Linked DNA regions of Mus musculus: region 2 is linked to region 1. The links are chromatin contacts, called in public HiCAR-type maps. All regions are on one chromosome and are shown on one strand. Each heading gives the region's core, a stretch centred on a gene start, on an enhancer-like site or on the middle of the called end of the contact. The rest is flanking DNA. Distances are from core to core; before and after follow the strand shown.

The links. HiCAR-type assays count read pairs that join an accessible place to other places.
Region 2: a contact with region 1 is called in a HiCAR-type map of astrocytes, with 2.6 times the contacts expected there. The contact joins the enhancer-like site here to the promoter of Mindy3 in region 1. A contact is called at or near these places in 2 of 484 Hi-C or Micro-C datasets (CD4 T cells and spermatogonial stem cells) and 2 of 115 datasets of contacts at active chromatin or transcription factors (astrocytes and pancreatic cancer cells).

Annotation. Positions count from the first base shown.
Region 1 is chr2:12,414,935-12,420,806 of GRCm38.p6, forward strand. Mindy3 (MINDY lysine 48 deubiquitinase 3) reads right to left here and starts at 4,526. Exons shown (of 15, transcript NM_024185.4): 1 at 4,225-4,526. The coding sequence starts at 4,318.
Region 2 is chr2:13,397,799-13,403,338 of GRCm38.p6, forward strand. The region is part of intron 28 of Cubn (cubilin (intrinsic factor-cobalamin receptor)); the gene reads right to left. Among named protein-coding and RNA genes, the nearest start is that of Cubn, 91 kb to the right of the region's middle. Within about 2 kb of position 1,868, at least 137 of the 459 cell types and tissues checked have an H3K27ac peak or open chromatin away from gene starts, as enhancers often do. A contact at or near this core is called in astrocytes and pancreatic cancer cells, where this site is marked.

The DNA.
Region 1 (5,872 bases), core at 3,276-5,775:
ATAAACACCAAGTTAGCCTTCCCTAAGGAGTCCACCAATATTCAAAGAAGAAGTAAAAACATTAGTAAAAAGTCTATTATAATGCATCTATCAGGATCCATGGAAGGTTGCTTACAGTTACAATCACACGATAGAGAGTTGTTTTATTTGTGCCCTTGAACATGAGTTTGTTAATGTAAGGCTACTTTTCTTGTCAAATGTTTTTTCACTCACATTATTTCCTAGATTTAAAAGAAATTTGTTTATTACAAAAACAACAATTTCTGATTAAATCTAAAATTACTCATCTAATAACTGATTTGACAGAGAGTTTTGTAACATCTGTAACATATTGTGACACAATGAAGACAGTGACTCTGTCCTCAGTATCACATTTTATAACACCTAATTTAAATGTGGCCCATGAACCTTTTTGCAAATTTTCACTCTTTACTCTCAAGCCTCCACTGTACCCACACATCCTTCCAACCAACAGGGCAACTAAGGGCTCTAAAGTCTTAGTAGCCGGTGTAAAACCAACAGCACAGACTTGGTTCGACTACTATAAGCCACATGGTCTGGGTTAAGTCAAGTATCTGAATGGGGCCCCATTTTCCTTAGCTAATAGTGTTAGACTAGACACATTTACCCTCTGTTGTCTTTGAAGATTGTGAACCCTGGACAGCATAACATCATATGGCAGACATTTAAAATCTTTGAATTAACGAGACTATACTACATATTTAAAGTACCAAATAATTAATCCTCTCCTGTGGTAGGAACATTGTGGCTTTTAAAAAAATCGCTTGTTAGGTGAATTACAATTTAGTTATGCTAAATGAAAGGAAAACCTAAGCTCAAACTTTGACCCAAATGATCTAGTAATGAAAAGTGTATATGTGTGTGTGTGGTGTACCGCTGTGAGAGGACAGCTTGCAGAAGTTATCTTTCTCTTTCAAGCCTAGAAGTACTGAGGGTTAAACTCAGGGTCAGGCTTGGCAACAAGTACCTTTCCTTACCGACCTATCTTGCTGGCCATTTTATATTTTTTAATGATCCCTCAACTTTTCACTAACATAAAAATTTTATTTTTCATATTATGTAATAAAGACTGTCTCTTATTCCTGAACCCCTCCCCCAATCTAATTTTAATCAAGATGGCCTGCCTCATCACAAAACAAAAAACAAAACAAAACAAACCAATATTCCCACGTTAAGCTGTTATAGCCAGTACCTCTTTCCCACCACAGCTTCAGGTGAAACAATAAAACAAGAAGTTTGGAGGAAGGGACAGTGTGCTTTCTGAGCTCTGCGAAGAGCTAAGTTAAGGCCAGGAAAGCACAGGCCTCAAAGGCTTCTTAAACGATGTGTTAAGAAGCAGGGCAGCTTTTGTGCGTCACCAGAGGAAAACCTAGAAAGAGCAAAGTCCCTGACAGGGAGTCTACCGAACACCAAGTTACACAGTCAGCACTGAAAACTGAACTCTTAGTACGTCCAATGTATGAGCAATACTACTTCTGTCAGACAGAAGACACCAGTTTGGGTTCTGCTGGGACATGGTCAACATGACCACTTTCTACTATCTCCAATGCTAACATCCAGATCTGCTCCACCTTCCCTCGGGGGCTACAGCAGGGACCATCTGATTAATTACCATCTCACCTCTGCAACTCTCGACCACAGCAACCAAACCAACCTGAATCCAGAACCTCTGTCTCTTTTGCTCCAAACCTTTCAGTGAAATTCTTATTTCATTCAGAATGTGGGTCAATGCCCTTTTAATGGCTTATATGAATGACCATATTACTTTTAGAATGTTTATTCCTGCCCCCTTCCCACTGCGCCCCTCCCCCCAGCCACACTGAACCAAAAGTCCAAGGAACATTAGACACCAAGATTTGTACAGGGGTGAGGCCCTGCGTATGGAACACTTTCTTCAGATACCTACATGGCTCCCTCCAGGGACTCAAGTGTTTCCAGGACTCTCTGTCCCTTCACCTAATAACCATTGCAGGTGCTTGACGTCTGCTCTGCCAGCCCAGGCTTTGGCGGCCAGGACTCAGGACACCAGTGTGTTTTACAGGAAAAGAGCAAGTGCTGCCAATGAACTGAAAAAGTGAAAACTCATTTTCACAAGGTAGGCAAACCAGGGGAAAACGGAAACAAAAAACCAAATTGTCAAACTAAAAAGCGTCAGTTTGGAGCTGCAAGACATGGCACTGTCTTTTATCCCAGCACCCAGGAGGTCAAAGCAGGTAGATCTCTGTGAGTTCAAGGCCAGACAAAGCTACATGGTAAGACCTTATTAAAAAGCAAAAATAACTTCAATTCAAGCCTTTTATTAAAGGGATTATTGATTTTAAACAAAATTGGAGATCTGGAGAGATGGCACAGTGGCTAAAAGCACTGACTGCTTGTGAATTGGACCCTGGTTCTATTCCCAACATCCATATGCAGGCTCACAACCATACATAACTTCAGTTCCAGGGACTCCAGTGCCCTCTTTTGGCCTCTGTAGGCACAAGGTATGCACGTGGTGCACATGTATACAAAGAAGCAAAACATTCATATACATATGATTTTAAGTAAAAAATTAAAGCAAATACTTAAATAAGAATTGCTCAGAAATAACCCAAAATGCATACTTCTTTAGCTGAAGTGAATTTCCAAAGAGTTAACTGAAACCGTCCATCAATGAAAAACTAACAACTATGTGTTATTGGGTTGGCTTATTTTAACAAGCAAAGCAAAGCAACATAGTAGCTTTACAAATGTAACTTCACAAATGCAAACTCTCTGAGTGTACCTTTGCTCTACAAACCATTTTATACCTGCATCTTATTTTCCGAAGACTGAGGTTACAGCTGTCAATTCAATGCAGTTATCGACCACAAAAATCAAGCCACTTTACTAATGCAGGAAGTCCGTGCCCTATGACTACTCCCATAATCCCAAAAGACTATCGACAGCAACATTTATCACTGCCCTCTAAGAGTAGCTCTGAGCATCATTAGACTAGCAGAGGAAGGGCTGTGATCCATATTCCTTTAAAGAATGTAACCAACAATATCAGATGCCATCACAAAATCAGGGATACTTGAAGACAAGGGAACAATCTAGCAGCAAGCAACACTGTGTTTCCATTCAGAGCACCACACCTAACCACATTAATTACAACATGAAACTGCTTTCCCGTATTACTCACCTAGATCTCCACCCTCCCACCACCCATCCAAAAAACATTCCAAACACTGACGATAACTTAAAGCTCACTCGAAGGCTGGAGATGTAATGATCTTAACAGTGGCACCCTCTTTGTATCACACATTGCAGTCCCAGGGCCCCTCCCCTTTCACTCCTGCAGCAGGTTAGCCCAGAGTGGCAGAGGCACTTGCGTTCTTTGGTAAACACTCTCTCACTCAAACTCTTCCTCATCAAAAGCCATTTAGAGCAATGGTTCTCAACCTGTGGGTCGCGACCCCCTGGGAGTCGCATATTAGATATTTATATTACTACGTAACCGTAGCAAAATTACAGTTATGAAGTACTTTTATACAAAATACTTTTATAATTAGGGGTTACCACAACATGAGGAGCTGCATAAAAGGGTCACAACATTAGGATGGCTGAGAACCACTAATTGGAGCAGGGGTACTAGCTCTGGGTATCCAACAGGCCAGAGCAATGGCAATAGAACCTAACACAGAGTACCCGAGGTGTCTGAGCCGGGTTATTGGAATCAAGTCCGGGATCTAGAACTGAGCGCAGAGTCCCGAAAGTGGTCAGAGCAGGGGTACTGGGATCAAACTCTGTAGGAAAGAGTGCGAGTACCGGAAGATTAGAGTTGTACTAGTACCAAGCGCCGGTACAGGGAAAGAAAGCGAGTGCGGGAAGCCGAGCAGCCGCAGCTGGGGTACTGGGACCAAGGGCTGGTACGGGGAAAGAGTGCGGATACTAGAGGGACTGAAGCCGGGATACTAAGCGCGAGCACAGGGAAGGAGTGAGGGGACCGGAGGGGCTGGAGCTACTGGGACAGAACGCGGGTGCCCCGAGTGCCTAAAGCGTGGTTACTGGGACCAAGCACGGGTACTGGTGAAGAATGGGCATTGGGGCCAAGCGCCAGGTACCCGAGGTGATGGGGTCGGGGCGAGATGGTGGAGCGGGGGTAATGGGACCGAAAGAGGCGTCCTGGCCCGACTCCCGGAGCCCAAGCTGAGCGGCTGGAACGGAGCCCTGCCTTGGTACCTTGCGTCCAGCGGCAGAAGATGGTGTCCGACAGTCCGGGACTGCTCTTGGTGCCCCACACCAGCTCCAGCAGCTCTTTGGTCACTTCGGACATGATGGGAACTGGACAAGAAGTGGGTCTTTGCTTCTCGGACTCCGGTCCCGGAACATAGGGAAGGGGAGGCTCGAGAAAAGGGCAGCGGGACGGCAGCGGTCGGACGCGAACGGGAGGTCGAGATGGGTGAGGGCAGCACACTGCCGGCACAGACCGCCTGTCAAGCCGGGCGAAGCGGCAACTAGGAGTTTCCCCTGCCGGAAGCGGCCTGACTTCCGGCTTCCTTTAGCCCCGCCCCCGCGGAGGGCTGGGAGAAAAAAAAAAAATCTCTTCCCCGGAAGCAGAAGTGGAGAGAGAGTCTCTAAACGCTAGGAGACTTTGGCTTTTTTTGGGAGCTGTCCTGTTTGGGGATAGTTGGACTATTGACTTTTGCACTGCCCTACCAGGGGGCTGAGACCTCCTCTCCTGGACTCTGCTCTACTTTTTTTCTTAACCTTTTTTAAAAAATTGATTTCTGCTCTACTTTTGTAGCAGGCTTTGAGGCTTTTGCTGTTACCTGGTCCTTGAAATCTAGAATATTATGTAAGCTAGAATTATAAGAGGATGGGCTATACCCTTGAGTTGAAAGTTGCCTTCCTCAGTCTCTTGATAAACCTTAAAAAAAAAAAAATCCAACCAAGTCATTAGCTAGTTACACCTGTAAATGCATTTGTGTATTTAAAATACCTCTACAGGTATAACACATTACAAAGCTAACTGGGGCTAAGCTGACCTAAACCAACCAATTGATAAATAGCACAGATTTCATATCGAAATTTTAAGGCCCCTATGTTGGCAGTACTTGGGATTAAAGACCCAGGTTTTATTCAAGGATTAACATTCCATTATACTTAGTATGAAAACTATTTGTGGCATTTAAAAAAGAATTTTCATTGGTTGGCTTTGACAATTAGGAATGGAAAGGGCAAATGTGCATTATAAAAGTTTGTGGACATTGGGGTGTTTGTTTGCTTATTTGTTTCTGGAATGCAGTATTTCATACTTATTTGGAAGTCGGACTCTGAGTCATGAAAACCCCAGACTCTTCCATGCTGAATATCAAGTTAGCTTCACTCCACCTTTGATTGTTGTTCCCTAAATTAGTAATTGCCATACACTTATCACCATTACACATATTGTGAGGTATAAAAGAAAAAAAATGTGTAAAAGGATCCAGGTCCTTTCTGGCATATGGAATATATTCACAAAACAAGGGATATTTTATTCATTAAGATATTTTGTGGCAATTTGATGCAACACCAATGACTCACATTTTAGGCACCTTGCTATTTAATATAGTAATTTTTCAAGACACATAGTTTGCTGATTTCAAAATACAGATATCTTATCTTGTTCCACGTTAACTAGTTAAGATAAATGAACTCATTTTAAATCACCCAGTTTGAAAACAAGGGTTTCCTAATGTATAGTTTTTTTAAAGCATTCTTCCCTGTAGTACCAGGGGATTGCTAAAAATACCTGTTGTGACCACGGCCTTCCTCATGAGTTTTTAAAAATGTCTCTTGTATTCTCTATATTATTTTTTAAAAAATTACATTCATGCCAGGCATGATG
Region 2 (5,540 bases), core at 618-3,117, 980 kb after region 1:
TAAATTTATGTGTATGTGTTTTGCCTGTAGGAATGTCTGTGTATCATGTGTAGGCCTGGCACCTACAGAGGCCAGAGAGCACTGGATCAACTGGACGTGTAGTTATAGATTGTTGTACCATGCCAATGGGTGCTGGGAACTGAACCTAGGTCCTCTGCAAGAGCAGCCAGTGCTCTTAATTGCTGAACTATTTCTTCGATGGTGCCTTCAGATCATTGTTTCTGTGTGCCTGTAAAAGATAGCCCCAGTACCTATGCTATTACTACAAAATGTCCCTCTGTGCAAGGCACTGCATTACCTTATATATCTAGAGTCCTATAGCTCAAAATAAAAATCCATCTCTGGGGACTGGGGATGTAATGTAGCAGAGTCATGGAGGGCTTGCTCTGCACCCAAATCCCTTGAGATCCATCCCTAGAAACAGAGAAAAAAAATCTATCTATGGTTTTTCCCTGGTGACAGGAAAAACTATTAGCCTTTTTTGCATTTGTCTTTTATCAGTTGGACAGCCAGCCGTGACTTAATTTCTATCACATGCTTTGCTTAGTGTTTTTAAACCTTTTGTTTACTATCAGCTGGCTTCCTACAGAGCCTTTCAAGATATCTTCTAATTTTTTATTCATAGCATTTGATACTGAGATATTTCCTGGGCACTGCATGTGCCTGTACTATGCCACGATGCTTGTTATCTATATAATTTAAATAAGAAGTTTTCTTTTTAAGACAGGGATCATAGATGCTGTGAGCTGTCCCTCTGCATCTACCCTGCCAATTCCCTAAGAAACGGACAGTATTAAAAACTTGAGTGCTTACAGAAACCCAAGCTTACAACTCAAAGTCACAAAAACAAATAAAAGTGTCAAATTAGAAGAACCTCCCCAGAAAGACCAATAGTAGCCACACACTATTGACTGCCCCCAAGATCTGGAATGAGGCTTGACACTGTATAAGCTCCTGGCCAGCATTCCGAAAGTGAACATTTGAGAAGCCCTTGGTGCGGGGGCTGAAAGTCCAGTTAGCTAGAAAGGCATTATCTTTTGAACCCAGTCACTCATAGAAGGTCTTAAAAATGTTTTAAAATGTTCTTACAAACAAACTTTTAAAACCCTAGAGTCTAGAGTCGCAGAAATCTCATTAACAACTAAAAAGAAAAGAGAATGGGGTGGCCCCCATCTGGGAGGATGATGTCATCTATCTCCCCAAAGAAAAGGCCACACTTTCCTTTGTGGAAGTCCATGGTGACATCACCTCCTGATCACATGCCATTTAGCTCTTCCCCTGCTGGGTCCCTAGCTGAAGTGCCCGCTGCCTTTGCAAATGTCACTCTCTGCCCACAAAGCTCCTTGACCTTGTTTGCATGCTATAGTCCACTGCCAAGTGAGAGGAGGCTGGAAGGAGCCGGAGGGAAAGGGAGGAGGGGTGTGTGCAGCTGGCTGGGAGGCTCCTATTCACACAATTTATGAGAAGTTCTATATACCCTTCAGCAGCCCAGACCAAGGCTCCCAGGATAGAATTCAGCTTCTGAACAATACTGTCATGTCAATGCTGAATCCTGTGAACTGATTAGCTGGGCAGAGCGACTGTGGCCATTTCCTTATTTCCAGGGTGGGATTCTCTTTGAAGATCTGCATAAAGGCACTGCAGTGTGGGCTTTATTTTGCATCTACAAAATGGACCCACGGAGAAAGCTCACTTGTAGATCCATTTTCTCCAAGTAAAGAGAAGATCTGTGCTGTTGACAAAAAGGCACACTGGGTAAACGGATTTATTTATCACTGAGCAAAATGAATGAAGTGTGTAGGGGCTCCTGAGCCACAGTGCTCAGGATATGACATCATTGTCAAGTCCAGGCTCTGCTAGCAAGCGTTTGCTGAGTTCTTATAGCATCATGTGGAAAGGAGCCAGAGGGGAGAGGGCTTCAATATCAGTTCTGCATAGGGAGACTGAGAGTCACATGCTGCAGAATGAAGCTCAGTCATGGATGGGCACCACAAACCTGGGCAGCCCCACAGATTAGCAGGTGACCTTGTAGCAATCTTAGTACGTGTGGGAATTCTCCGTTATGCTCACAATGATGAAATGGGCTAACAACAAGGCATTGCTTGAAACATGACCCTGTTGTTTAGTGAGTCATAACTCTGTTTAGTGTGTATTTTGTATTGCATCCTGTATTTTAAGACCCACAATTTATCGTGCTTCTCCATCCTTGGGCATCCTACCCCAGACCTGTTTGCATGAAGTATAAAGGACTTGCAGAGAGGAAGACACTGTGACCACTATGAATTGAGTTTGTGTCTCATGAAGCCAGTTGTGGTAGTTGCTGCTGGACTTACTAGTTTCCTCTAGAAATTTAGCTTTTGGTCTTGAATCTCTTGCTCCCCGATTCTTTGTATCATGGGGTCTTTCCTTTCTCTTCTCCTATTTGGCCAAATAGCACTTACTTAATTTTCAGGTGTTAGTTCAGAGGTTGCAATTTCATAGACGACTTCCCTGCCTGCTCCAATCTTATCCAATCTCTTTCTGTGTGTTCCCTCGTCCCTAATAAGATTTGATTGTGCATATTTATTTGCATGCTGATTGCCTTCCCTTTATTGCAGTGGATGTGGGAACTAAGCCATTTCAGTATCCCTAGTCATACATAGCATGGTATCTAGTATAGAAACATTAAACCTATAGCTTTAATAAACAGAAGAATGACAGCTTAGTCTTGAGTTTTCCTCTAATAACTAATCAAGGTACCATTCTCAGTGAAGACTTTCTGCCTGATGTTTACTCTGTTAACTCCTCCTCTTCTCAAGTCATCCCAAGTTACATAGGTCAGATATAGAACATAAGATGTACTAATGCAGCATGATGATGACATGCCATAGCAGTTCATTTTGTATTGATTTTACTGCCCATGATCTCCTTCCAGAAGATTATTGTCAAATAGCATCTACATACAGTGGACAGTACAGAGTCAAAATTGTTTTTTAAGTTTTGTCCTAATTAGTAAAATATTGTTACATAACTCTGGCTCTGAACTTAGCAAATTTTCAGCAAACGGGGGAAAATTTTGCAATGGTAAACAGGAAAAGAGAATAGACAGAGGGTGTCTTTGACTCTCTTGAAAGAAGACATATTCCAAAAATAAGTGAAAGAAAAATTTTGGCTCAACAAAACCTTAGAGCTTTCAACAGAGGGTTTGGCATGTTGGCTAGAAGAACCCAGTTAGTTATCCAGTAAGTTGAGTGTCGCCAGTGATGACCATCCCATCAAGCAAGCTCTAGCCAGAACGGCTGGAACAGCCTGGAGGGGAGGGTGAGCAGCTTCTTGAATAAAGAGATCAGCTAGCAAAAGTACCGCCAGCATCTCTTCATTCTTCCACCCTGACTGCAGGCTGCATCGCTTAGGACGGGACCTAAAGTGGCAATGGCCAAACATGACCAATAGAATTCTATCTCTCAGGGTTCTCTTGTGCTTAAACTCCTAGACAATTCCTATGTATACCTAGGACTGAGGACCACATTCTGAGGCCTTTGGCCCAAGACACTTCCCATGCTTAGGCCCTTTAAATCTTTGAAGCAGAACGTTGTTTCCTTCAGGAACCTGGCTGCCATCTGGTGCCATTTAAACTTACTTAGGATCATATGTGATTTGAACTCCTTAGCAGGATTCTCTGGAATCTCAGAATTCTGTCTTTCTACCATTTTACTTGACCAAATGCAATGCCATTTTGCCTTGCTCCTAAAACTGAGTTACGTGTAATAGCAACCTTATCGTCCAGAGATAGTCTTAGAAATTCCAGTGGGTGTGCCTCACTACTCCATATTTACAAGATTTGCCAGTGAGGGCTAAGGATATAACTCATCATTAGAGTACTTGCCTAGCATGTGTGGGGTCCTGGTTTTGAGTTCTAGGCATTGCAAAACTAAATACAAGATAAGGAGAACCTTAGCTGTTCTGTGAATATAAACAACTGACAAACACTGTTCTCAGGAGTATTCCCAGGCATTGATAGTCTGGGCTATTTTTCAAATTTTTCCTGTTTGCTCTCTGTCTTTTCAGACCATCTCTAGATTACTTAGAATCAAAATATTGTTGAACAACAGAACACTGGAAACATAATATACTGGGGAGAGAAATCAACTAAATCCTTTAATTAGGTCAATTAATAAAGTAACCACTGTAAGTGTAAAACTCACGTGATGAAGAAGAACATCCAGGAACTCTGCAAGATTGACCACATGTCTCATTTACTATTGAGAATCATCATATGTATTTCAAGTTACCAGTAGCCCAGTGTATTGCCACTAGTACTTAAATATGGAGAAGTCTACATTTAGATTTTAACAAAAAAATCATATCAGAAGAGCATCTAACGTTCTTACAGAGAAAGACACTTCTTACCTTCAGATGATTGAATGTGATAAGCAATCAAGAGAAAACATATTTGTAATTTTTTAATTTCATATGAAATACTTTTTGCTACTTTATAAATTGGCCTTATGTTCAATGAGTTTACCAATTGTAGGTTATCTAGGTGTTTTAGAGAATGTTTAAAGTAGGTTAGGCTAGTAATGATATTTGTTAAGTTAGACACATGACATGATTCTAGATATTTTCAAGTTATAGTGGGTTTGTTGGTATATAAAACTGTATCACAAATAGAAAAGCCTTCATCTTGATAAATAAAGGATCTACAATTGACAATTCTATTTGGCAGTTCTGAGATTTACATGGGAGGGTTGTAATGCCAATAAATCTCAAGTTTCAAATGTGCTTGCTTATGTACCTCTGATTCATGTTCTCTCTGTCTCTCTCTCCCCTCTCCTCTCTCCCCCTCATCTCTCCTCTCTCCTCTTTCCTCTCTCCCCTCTTCCCTCTCTCTCCCCTCTCATGTACACACACACACACACGCACACACACACACACACACACACACACACGCAACTCACACTGCATTCTCTCTGTGTTTCTCTGTTTTTGTGTGCATTTACATGTGCATGCTCATGCCTGGGACATATATGCACTGTGCATCTGTAGGTAGGGCTTTGAGAGCAATCTTGAGTATTGGTCCTTAGGGATTTCCCACCTCTTGTTTAAGGCAAAGTTTCTCGTTGATCTAGAACTCTGACAAATCAGATAGCCTAGCTGGTCAGCGAGCACCAAGGTTCTGGTCGGCCTCACCTCCCATCTTTTCAATGCTGGCTTTATAGGAGCATATTACTGGGTGTGGCTTGGGTTCAGTGATTTAACTAGATTCTCATGGTTGTAAGGCAAGCACTTTACCAACTGAGACATCTCACCAGCCTTTACCACTGATTTTTAACAGGAGGGTTGCAGTTTAGGTATCTGTGAGATTTCTGGTATACCAGTGCAACTCTATCTCTCCTCAATTTACTGACATTCACCATGAGTCCTAACACCATGTCTCACTGGTTGAGAACTACTGTGGATGTAGGGTAGGGGCTAAGAATTCGCATTTCTGAAAAGTTCCTGTGCTCCTGCTGTTACTGGCAGCTGCATTTTAAAAACCATTGTGCAGGTTCCGTCAACCT